Linked DNA regions of Mus musculus: region 1 is linked to region 2. The links are chromatin contacts, called in public promoter capture Hi-C maps. All regions are on one chromosome and are shown on one strand. Each heading gives the region's core, a stretch centred on a gene start, on an enhancer-like site or on the middle of the called end of the contact. The rest is flanking DNA. Distances are from core to core; before and after follow the strand shown.

Region 1 (4,976 bases), core at 1,265-3,764, 2.8 Mb after region 2:
ATCAAAGGCAAACTATTTTCTACATTCCCTTCTTACACAGCCCTGGTTTGCAGCAGATCTGCCGGAGAGATCCAGGAAGCTCTGGCCTGGCCCTCCCTCCCTTCGAGAAAGGAAAGTTCAGGTAGTGAGGGATGCCACACCCGGGGGGAGGGGAGGGCGGATGTGACGGCAGCTTCAGGAATGCAGGGCCCACGCAGGTGCATTGGCACCCATGAGCTTCCTCCTCAAAGCAGCTGATAAAGGAGTCTCGATAGCAGTAATAGCAGCCACCCAACCATCATCCACACAGACTTGGGGCCACAGGTCCACAGTTCTCAAGGTGTGACCCGCTCAGGGCAGAGGCAGGAGAAAGGTGAGATTGGAGGTCCTGTGCTTTCTGGCACATCGGTTTTCAGAGTGGCCCACGGGTCCACTGGCACCTGGAAACCTCGCTAGGGGAATTTCCAAAGTCATATTGTTCTCATGAAGGCGTCGCATCTCACCTTCCTTGTCTCAGAAGCAGATGATGGAGTTTTCCGCAAAAGACAGGACAAATGATGACATCATCTTTACCTGCTTGGAATATGTATTGTGCATTGTTTTAAACGCGTTTCTGGTTTAGTTCCAATACAATAAACACTCATAGGCATTCACAAACTTGGAGGTTCCCTGTAATGTTTAGTTTCAGGGGTCCTGGGACCCAAAGAGCTGTAACTGCTGGGCTGATGCTGTTGACCAGGGTACTGGGCCTGTGGCTGCCCCTCAAAACCACAAATCTTCTTTCCACCACACAGGTATGGGTTGGGAAGGCAGTGTGAGATTCAGCTTGAGGGACAGTCTCTCTCTCTCTCTCCAGGACTTCCACCCCAGAATGGCCAGGGAAACCTTAAAATCGCCTACCAACAGCTGGTGAAGAGATTCGTTCAAGGGGAAAGGGGCTTCTTATCTTTGAAGCTACAGGGTGTAGCCTGGAGAAGCCACAGATTCGGCTCCTCTTGTCCCCAAATACATACATGAGCGCATGACAAGAGCCTGGCTCTCCCAGGGTGAACAAACAACTGAGCAAAGCCAGGGTATCCCCGCCACTGGGTAGCTTTCATTGTACATAGAGTAACGCTGTTTCAAGTGCACGTGCACGAAGGAAAATAGAAAAGCTGAACCCCATCACAGCGGAAAGATGTTAGATTCTGTGGTCCAAGGGGAGAGTGGGCAGGAGTGAAGGCCCCTGATCAGCTAGCTCTTCAGCCCTCTGTGGGGTAGGAGGGTCGTCGAGGGAGACTTTCACTTTTCTCCTAGCACCAGCAAGACCAATGGGTAAACAAAACAGAGAGAGAGGCAGCAGCCTCAGTGTGGGGCGCTCAGAGATTAGGAATTGGTGTTGTTACCCCAGGACACAGCTCGGTCACTGGGGGAACAGAACACAGCCCAGAGGCTGGCGTTGGTGCAAACAACAAACGGGCAAGAAATTGCTCCACAGAGAGACGACTTCAGCCTCAGAGGGCGGATGGTGAGGCCCGCAGGGAGCCAGGGCCTGTGGGGACCATCGCAGGCCTCAGCTCCCTGGTCCTCTCCTGATACCCAGGGCACCCTCGGGACAGGGAAGATCTAGAGCAGTGGTTCTCAACCTTCCTAATGCTGTGACCTCGCATTCTGATGACCTCCAGCCATAAAATGATTTTCCTAGCTACTTAACTGTAATTTTGCTACTGTTATGAATCGCAATGTAAATATCTGTGTTTTAGGTCTCAGGTGACCCCGGAGGAAGAGTCGTCCTGGGGTCAAGAGCCCACAGGTTGAGAAGCGCTGATTGAGACGAAAGTGCAGTTTCCAGGCCTAGACATCCCCCCACCCCCGACCCCCAAGCTTCTCCCTCTAATGACTGCTGCAGAGGCGGGAAAACTTGAAACTCTTTCCACAATAGTTTCAGGGGGCCGCCAAGAAGCCGCAGCATGGGGGGGGGCTCAGGCCGAAGAGGGGCCCCAGATGCCCAGTCACCCCACATCATCACGGCAAGGGAACGGCTGTACACACATTCCAAGCAGGTGACTAGGGCGCGTTAAAGATACGGGCGCTCCCGACCCGACCCAGCCGGCGAAAACGCTCGCGCGCATGCGCAAAATACACACCCTCCTGAACGGCAGTCCAGGTGCGCTCGCGCTTCCGGCCGGCCTTCCCCATCGCCTTCTCGGGGCGGAAACTCTACAGCCGGCGCATGCGTCCTACTGCTCCCCCGGCTCAATCCAGAGAGGCCCCAGAGCTTCAGGTGATCCCGCCCCTCCCTCGCAAGGCAGGACCAATCGCGAGGGCTGTGGGCGGGGCTTCCCAACCACGAGGCCCGCCCACGGGCCGCGCGAGCCCCGCAGGCTGCGTGCCGATTGGCTGACGCCGCGGGCGCAGGTGCGCGCTTCCCATTGGGTGTGGGCGGAGCGCAAGCCGCGCGCCGAAGCTGCAGGTGAGCGCGCGCACGTGCCGCGGCCGCGGCCCAGCTCGGTGCACGAGCGCGCGGGCGCGCGTCCGCGGGGGAGGCAGCGGATAAGGGAGGCTGCGGCGGCTGTAGGGCTGTGCTCCGCCCTCTCCTCACCGCCGCGGCCGCCGCCGCCCCCGAGCCTCGCTGGGAGGGACCGGTGTCCCCGCCTGCTGCACTGGCAGTCCGACCCTCAGGCCGCCGCGGAGCAGCCGGCACTGCGCTGCGGGGAGGACCTCAGCAGGTGCCGTGACGAGGCGCCGTGCGGCGCTTCGAGTCCCGAGCCCGCGCTCCGCGGCCCCGCCGCCCGCGCTCCCGAGGGCCGGCCCCCGACGAGGCCGCCGGCGGCCGGGCACTCAGCATGAACCGCGGCCACCGGCACGGGGCGAGCAGCGGCTGCCTGGGCACCATGGAGGTGAAGAGCAAGGTGCGCGGCCGGGCGGGGCAACGGGGGCGAGGGCCGGTGGGATGGTCGACGCGGGGCTGCCCCGTGAGGACGCAGAGTGGCGGGATGGTGGACCTCGGCTGCCCCTGTGGGAACGCGGGCGGAGGGCGAGCTGCTGGCCGAAGCACGTAGGAGAGAAACTTGGTGGAGCGCGGCGATGTGAGGCGTTTGCGTCTGCTCCGCAGCACAGCCCCTGTTTTCTATCCTTCATATTCCCGCCTTGCTTTTAGGGTGGGATGAGGATCGCTCCAGTGCAAGGTGATGGGATAACTTTGGGGGATCCCTTCACCCCGGGCACGAGCCAGAGGCTTTCGGAACACCTTGTTGTCTTCTCGTATAACCTTTTATTGGGGCTCGGGGGTACATCGAGTGGAGGAGAGCTCTTTTTCCAGCCCTAACTTTGGTATGCGTCTAATCTATGAAATTAGCGCTATCGCCTTACTCTGGTGCTGCGCTTGACAATTTGAGACGCTGCTGTTTTCATTCCGACTCTTCATTCGGAATGCTTTCCCCCTTGGCGGATCTGCCAGTCTTCTGTTAGTGACTTCAGTGTCGGTGGGATTCCTCAATCCCAAGGCCGGGTGAGCAGAGTAGCCCGTGGGGATTAGCTGGAGAATGCCGTCTTCCAAAAGGGGCTTTTCAGATGGAATCTGAAGGTGATCCGTAGCCACCGGAACATGTCGCCAAGCTTCTCCTGACTTTGAACGGCCAGGAGGGGCAGGATTATGTAGCCTGGTTCTCGGAGAGTTCTGAAATGATAAGAAACCCTGCTTTTAAAGGGTGTGACTTCCCCCAAACTCGGCTGTAGGACCAGGTCTTGCCGATGGCTTTTTACTGAGCAACTTGTAAAACGGTGGTAGAGGGCATTGCTGACCGTGAGAATTTAGAGCAAAATTGTGGCTAGACACACAGAAGGAGCGGTGTATCGAACACCCACTGCAAAAATAAGAAGCGTGGTGGTTAAGGGACCCCTGGGGGAATGTCGGTCCGGGAAGTGGGGTGAGTGAGGAAAGCTACCTGGAGCCTTTGTGGTTCCTGGGCTTGAGAGCAAAGTTCTGTAACTAAGAATCACAGATCTACATTTGCTTTTAATTTGGGGGGATTTTTGTTTGTTTGTTTTCTTTTTGTTTTTTTGCTTTGTTGTTTTGTTTGTAATCTCCTCTAACTATTGAGACTAGAACTAGAGAGTGCCAGACACAGTCTTAATGGAGGAGTGGGAGGAATTTATATATCAGATAGGAACTAGATTGAAACACAGGTCTGTGTAATAATAACAGGACTGTTGGTGTTAGAGAGATGGCACTGCATTTATGAATGTACGCTGCTCTTGCAGGACACCCAAGCTCAGTTCGCCGCACCCCTGCCGAGCAACACACACCTGTAACTTTCTTTAAATTTACTATTTTACATGTATAAATGCCTGCCTGTATGTCTGTGTACCACCTGAATGCCTGGTGCTCTAGGAAGCCAGAATCCCAGAGGGAGTCAAGTCGGATCCCCTGGACCTGAAGTTAAAATAGTGAGCTACCTTGTGGGCGCTGACCCAAACCCAGAGCCTCTGAGTGAGCTGTGTTGCATTTAACCACCGAGCCTTCTCTCCAGTTCCAGAACATCTGGTGCTCTGGCTTCCCATGGCACCGACACATGGCATACATAGACGGAGCTGCCGGCATACACATAATTGTTTTAGAGTAAAACTGTATGATAGTTTAAGGAACACACCCTTCCTGGCTGGGTTCTGCACAACAGCAAATAAAGTGACTTGTTAGTATAGGGAGATGACTGACTCCAGAAATGTCTGTCTTTTTCTCTAACCATTTGTAGCTGTCAACACACAAGCTTTCTCCTGGCATCTCTTTGTAGTTTGGCTTGTGGGACTTGAGGTGAGGAAAGAAAACCACTTGTGATGCTGCATAATACCAACACTCAGTTTTATGGTCCTGATCTCGGTAGTGAGCCTTTACATGTTTTTTTAATCATTAAAAAAATGAGTAGAGATTCTAGGTGTGCCAATAAGTTAGATAGGAGTGGGTCTCTGGTGGAAGGAAACCAAGCTCTTGTGGACTGGAATTTCAAGCTTTTTGTTTT
Region 2 (5,194 bases), core at 470-2,969:
GAGCAGGCTTCTAATCACATCTACCCAAGCAAGGAATTTAGTAAGTGTCCCTTTCCCCAAGAAACAGTGGCTCCCTCAGCGCAGGGTGGGGCGACACTGTAGCACCTGGCTGCCCTCTACCTCCTCAGCTGGAACGTGGGTGTCCAGCTTAGTGCCTCAGAGCACAGCAGAGATCTGTGAGAAAAGCCGTCTGCGTCCCCTACAACTGAGACTCTGAGTTATCTGACTCAGTTTCTCTGGCCGTGTGGTTTGGGGGGCAGAGGGATCACTGGCACGAGGAGCAGCACTTGGCACTGGCGAATGGCAGGAGTCATTCTGTCACCTACAGCAAAGTTTCCAAATGTCAGGCCCCACTCCCTTACCTCAGTCTGTCAGGCTGTTCACCCAGGCAGTTACTCTTTCCCTGTCACCTCGCCAGAGCCCGGGTTTCTGTGGCTCTGCTCACGAAACTGACAGCTTCCTCCTCAGAGACCTAGCGGGTGCAACTTGCCACAGTCTCTGGAGTCTTCCTTCTTTCTGACTCATTCAGTAAGCACAGATGCCTGAGGGCTGCAGCCCAGCCTCTCTTTGCCGCCTTCATTCCCAGCCCACCACGACCAACCCCGTAACTCCAGCCGACAGCTCAACCTCAAGGTGCTGCAAGGAGCTACCTTAATATTCCTCGGGTCTTCATCTGACTCTCAAGTCACTTAGAAACGGCCAACCGAACAACTGTTTTCTTTGGCAGAAGGCAGTCAGCACCAGTGAAGCCATTGCTGCCTCCCTCGGCATCCCTCATCTCCTGCCTTGTCAAGTCCACCTCTAGTTATTCCTTGACCCACCCACTTCTCTTCACTTCCTCTCCCACCACCACACACTACACCACAGTTTCCGTTCACCTACTGCCTGCACTTGCCTGCAGTCCACAAGGAGCCAGAGACTGGTGGAATGGTTAGTGTGGTCAACCTGACAGAAGCTAGGGTCACCTGGGAGACGGGCCTCGGAGCATACCAGGAAGGGATTGATTCTCTTGATCAGGTTAACCGATGTGAGGAGACCCAGGTAGCTGTGGGCAGGAACTCCTGGCCTCCATAAAGAAGGGAGAGTGCACTAGCAGGCACTGATGGCTCTCAAGATTCTATACTTCAGAACTGTGGAAACGACGTGGCCAGCTGCTTCAAGCACTTACTGCCCTGACTTCCTCACGACGGACAGCACCAAGAACTATGGGGGAAATAAGCTCTTTCTTTCTTTCTTTCTTCCTTCCTTCCTTAAGTTGCATCAGGGAAAGAAACTAAGACTGCCGGTCCCAACAGACCGGAGACCCCGGGGCTGGGTCCGCAAGTTCTCCCTGGATCCTGCCTGCCAGCTGCAACGCCACGTACAGCCGTGTGCCCGGAACATCAGCCGGCGTCCTCCTCGGCAAGGCAACCTGATGCTCTCTGCTCTGGTCCCCTTCCCCAGGACCCCCATTGCGCGTGGCACTTAACACCGCGTGACGACTGTGTTTGCTCACGTGTCCCTGCCGCGCCTGCTCGGCAGTATCCACCTGGTTCCCCCCATCCCCAAGACCCGGCCCCTCGTACGTGCTCGGCGAATGCCAGGCGAACGGGCCCAGAGCCACTGGAAAGCTGGGGAAACTGAGGCCGGGCGAGAAGGCAGGGGACCGCCCACACGCCCACTTACCTCCGCCCAGGCTCTCGCCGGGAGCCTCCTGCCGGAAGCTCGAGGTGGGCACTGTGCCTCAGGAGGCGAGACTTCCGCCGGAAGTCGGTGGGGTGGGCGGAGCCAGAGCATCTCTAAGGCGGCTACAGCAAGCTTCCCAACACGGTCCCTCTGTACCTTTCCCTTAAACGGGCACCAGGAACGAATCACAGCTACTAATAACTCTGTACAGGGCTTATTTCTTCAGGGACTTCAAGCAGCAGGGAAATGACATGACAACCATTAAATTTTATTAGTAAAACGTCCTGGCAAAGTGATAATGGACACTTTGTGACATTGCGTATGCCTATAAATTTGTGAGAATTATTCAATAGGCTGAGTACGTGAAGTTCATCGCAGAGGAAATGGAACCCAAAAGGAAGGGGGTAAGAAGGATCTAGTCTTACCGGGAGCCCAGGGAAGCAGGTTACAGTGGCCGCAGAACACCAATTTAGCACACCTGGATTTGACTCATTTCAGGTACAGAGTATGTGGGCAAGATAACCTCTAAGCCATGCAAGCTAGGGCTGCAGACCCGAGCTGGCCCAGTTCTCGGCGTCTGCTCATCCGGGCTCTACTAGGACTGGCTGCAAACAGGAATCCTTGCACATGACTTGGCTGGGCTCCTGGCTCCTAGCAGAAGGCTCAAGGCCAGCGTGTAAGCTGTGCTTTGTGCACACTGCTGCTGTAGGCTGTTGCCAGCTGGCATCACGAAAGCATTCGTTGATTCAATGCTTCCTGAGACCTACAATGGTGCCCATCGCAGCCCAAGGTCTTGGCTTCGTTCAGCCCTCAAAGCCTGCGTTGCATGCACTTTCTATGCCTTCTGAAAGCGCCTGTCCTCACCCCCTTCTGACTGAGGCAAGGGGAAGTATCTATTTTCATCACTGCCTTCATTCAAACCTCCCAGCTACCAAGGCTGCTGATGGGAGCACCAGCTTAAAGCACCAGCTGGCAAGCTGGGCACTAACTGCAGGCAACATGCGGGGTGCGGAACATGTCTTCTTTGAAAGGCACAAGTACTCGAGCTGTTCCCTGGCTGTGTCCCTGGCAGGGGAAAAAGGGAGGATGGGTTCTTGGGGGTGTACAGTATGCCTTTCCACGTTGTACCCAGCACGACTGAGCAGAAAACGCTCTGTCCTGTAGCACAAGCTGTGAGCATCCTTAGCCAGCAGGTGTGAGTAGTTTGCGCATGACAAGAGCAGGAGAGATGAGGGGAGAGGGAGATGCTCTCAGAGTGGCTGGGAGCTCTCCACATGCTCCCAGGCACACTGAAATGAAGGCTGTCAGGCCGCTCCTCACCCTTGGGACAGGGAATAAGTGCAGAGGAAGAGGTGTGGATAGGAAGCAGTCTACATGAAAGAGTATTTATTGAAAACACATCACTGACAGGAAGCTCCTGGCTGCTCTCTGGTTACACTCACAGCTCATGACTGAGAGCACTACAGTTTTGTTCTTGATTTTATTTTCCCTTAAACATTCTATCCTAAGATAGGAAGATCTTATATAAATATATATACATGTCTGTATAAGTATGGCCTATAGTAAAGAAAATATATAGTACACTCTTCACTGGGTAGTACCCACCATGCCAGGCTACCAGTACTGAATACCACCATGGTAACATGCGTCCAAGGAAAGAGGCTGTGCGCGTGGGCTTCCAGTGCTGCAGCACCAATGAAGGCCGTGGCACAGCTGTGGCCCCAGCCGCTGTGAAATCATGGCTAATGGCACAAACCACAGCGCCAGGAAGGGGAGAAAGGGAAGGCAACACCCCTGTCTGAGGCAGGAGGGAAGCAAACGGAGGGGCCTGTAACTGAGGGGGCATGGGAATATTGTGCCTCAGCAAGGAAGAGAGAGGACTGGAGGGGTAGGGGGAGCCAGAGGCCTCAGCCTGCCTTTCCCTGCAGTGTTCATTCCTAAAGCCTAAGAGAGCAGGACTCAGGCTGGAGGCCTCTGCCTGGCCAGGATGAGGCTGAGGGCTTGGGGCAAAATTACTACCTGTCCTGATACCTGCAAGGACAAGAGAGACGGGTGTCTCTAGAGACTAGACATGGTAGGGCCAAACCCCAGAGGCAGCAGCATGAGGCACAGGACGAGGCTGGGATGAGCCCTCAGAGACCTATTAAGCAGGAGCTCAAGGCCTGTTCTTGCCTGAGCCACCTGAAGACAGTCACTCCGAGGCTCTCACCGAGCTCCCCAGGCCTCTTGCCCCCATGGTCAGCCTTTCATGGACCAGCTTTGGCCCACATGGGCTCTCCAACAAACCAGAGAGGAGACTTGAAAGGAAAGGGGATGGCTGTCAGTAGGTCCAGTACCAGATGCAGATGTGACGCAGAGCGGGAGGCAGGAGCCTCATGAGTTCACCCCTCCAAGCCCGACCCAGGCTCTGTGGTGCTGAGGAGGGCAGCATGCCCTGACTTCATGACTCCTGGTGGATGGGACAGAGAGAAGCTCTGGGTCCCACTGGCTCTGAGGAGTAGTTACCACAATCACTACAGAGTTTGTACAAGTGGCGTGGGCTGCCAGTGTCTCTCCTGGGCCCCAGTCCCTTCCCGCTCAGCCATAGTGATAGACGAAGTCATAGCTGCTGGGCTCCTTGGGGACCGGAGGTGGCGCCTCGGGGATCTGAATGTTCTCCAAGTCCAGAAGCCGCAGCTTCATCTCCATGCTCAGCAGCGTGTCCAAGTCGCTCTTGGTTAGCTCGCTGGACATATCCTTCCCCAGGAGAGCGCTGAGTCCATCAATCCAGATGCAGTACTGTGGGCAAGTTGCAAAAGTGACACAGTGGCCCTGGGGGCTGCAGTGGGACTCACAGCAGTGCTGTTGGGTACCATTCAAAATATGCAAAACTCATGGGAGACAAGAGCAAGGGAAGCAGGAAGATGAGCATCATATCAACTGATAGTGTCTGGGGGATTCATGTGGGAATTTAAAAAATAATAGGAAATGTGATCTACAATGCAGTTCTGGAGACCAAGAGAACAGAAACCAGGACTGGAGCAGAAAACACACTCAATGAAAACACACACACTCAATGAACACACACACACTCAATGAACACACACACACTCAATGAACACATACACACTCAATGAACACACATACTCAATGAACACACACACTCAATGAACACACATACTCAATGAACACACAATGAACACACACACTCAATGAACACACACTCAATGAACACACACATATTCAATAAAAACACACATACACTCAATGAACATACTCAATGAACACACATTCAATGAGCACACACTCAACACACACACTCAATGAAACGAGCAGGAAGCACGCAGGTACTCAGAGTTGCAATTTAGTTAAAGAAGAAAACTCAGCTGGGCTTGGTGGCGCATGCCTTTAGTCCCAGCACTTGGGAGGCAGAGGCAGGCAGATTTCTGAGTTCAGCCTGGTCTACAGAGTGAGTTCCAGGACAGCCAGGGCTACACAGAGAAACCCTGTCTCGAAACAAAACAAAAACAAATACCCATGTTTTAAAGGG

What was found. Promoter capture Hi-C pulls out the DNA fragments that hold promoters and counts their contacts.
Region 1: a contact with region 2 is called in a promoter capture Hi-C map of liver, with 2.8 times the contacts expected there. The contact joins the promoter of Pard6b here to the promoter of Slc35c2 in region 2. A contact is called at or near these places in 2 of 39 promoter capture datasets (liver and pre-B cells).

The regions. Positions count from the first base shown.
Region 1 is chr2:168,078,490-168,083,465 of GRCm38.p6, forward strand. Pard6b (par-6 family cell polarity regulator beta) reads left to right here and starts at 2,515. Exons shown (of 3, transcript NM_021409.2): 1 at 2,515-2,870. The coding sequence starts at 2,805. It overlaps Gm39990 (a long non-coding RNA gene), which reads right to left and starts at 2,237. Exons shown (of 2, transcript XR_867010.1): 1 at 2,011-2,237; 2 at 1-1,271.
Region 2 is chr2:165,286,119-165,291,312 of GRCm38.p6, forward strand. It overlaps Slc35c2 (solute carrier family 35, member C2), which reads right to left and starts at 1,720. Exons shown (of 10, transcript NM_144893.2): 1 at 1,666-1,720. Elmo2 (engulfment and cell motility 2) reads right to left here. Exons shown (of 21, transcript NM_080287.2): 21 at 1,913-4,443. The coding sequence ends at 4,243.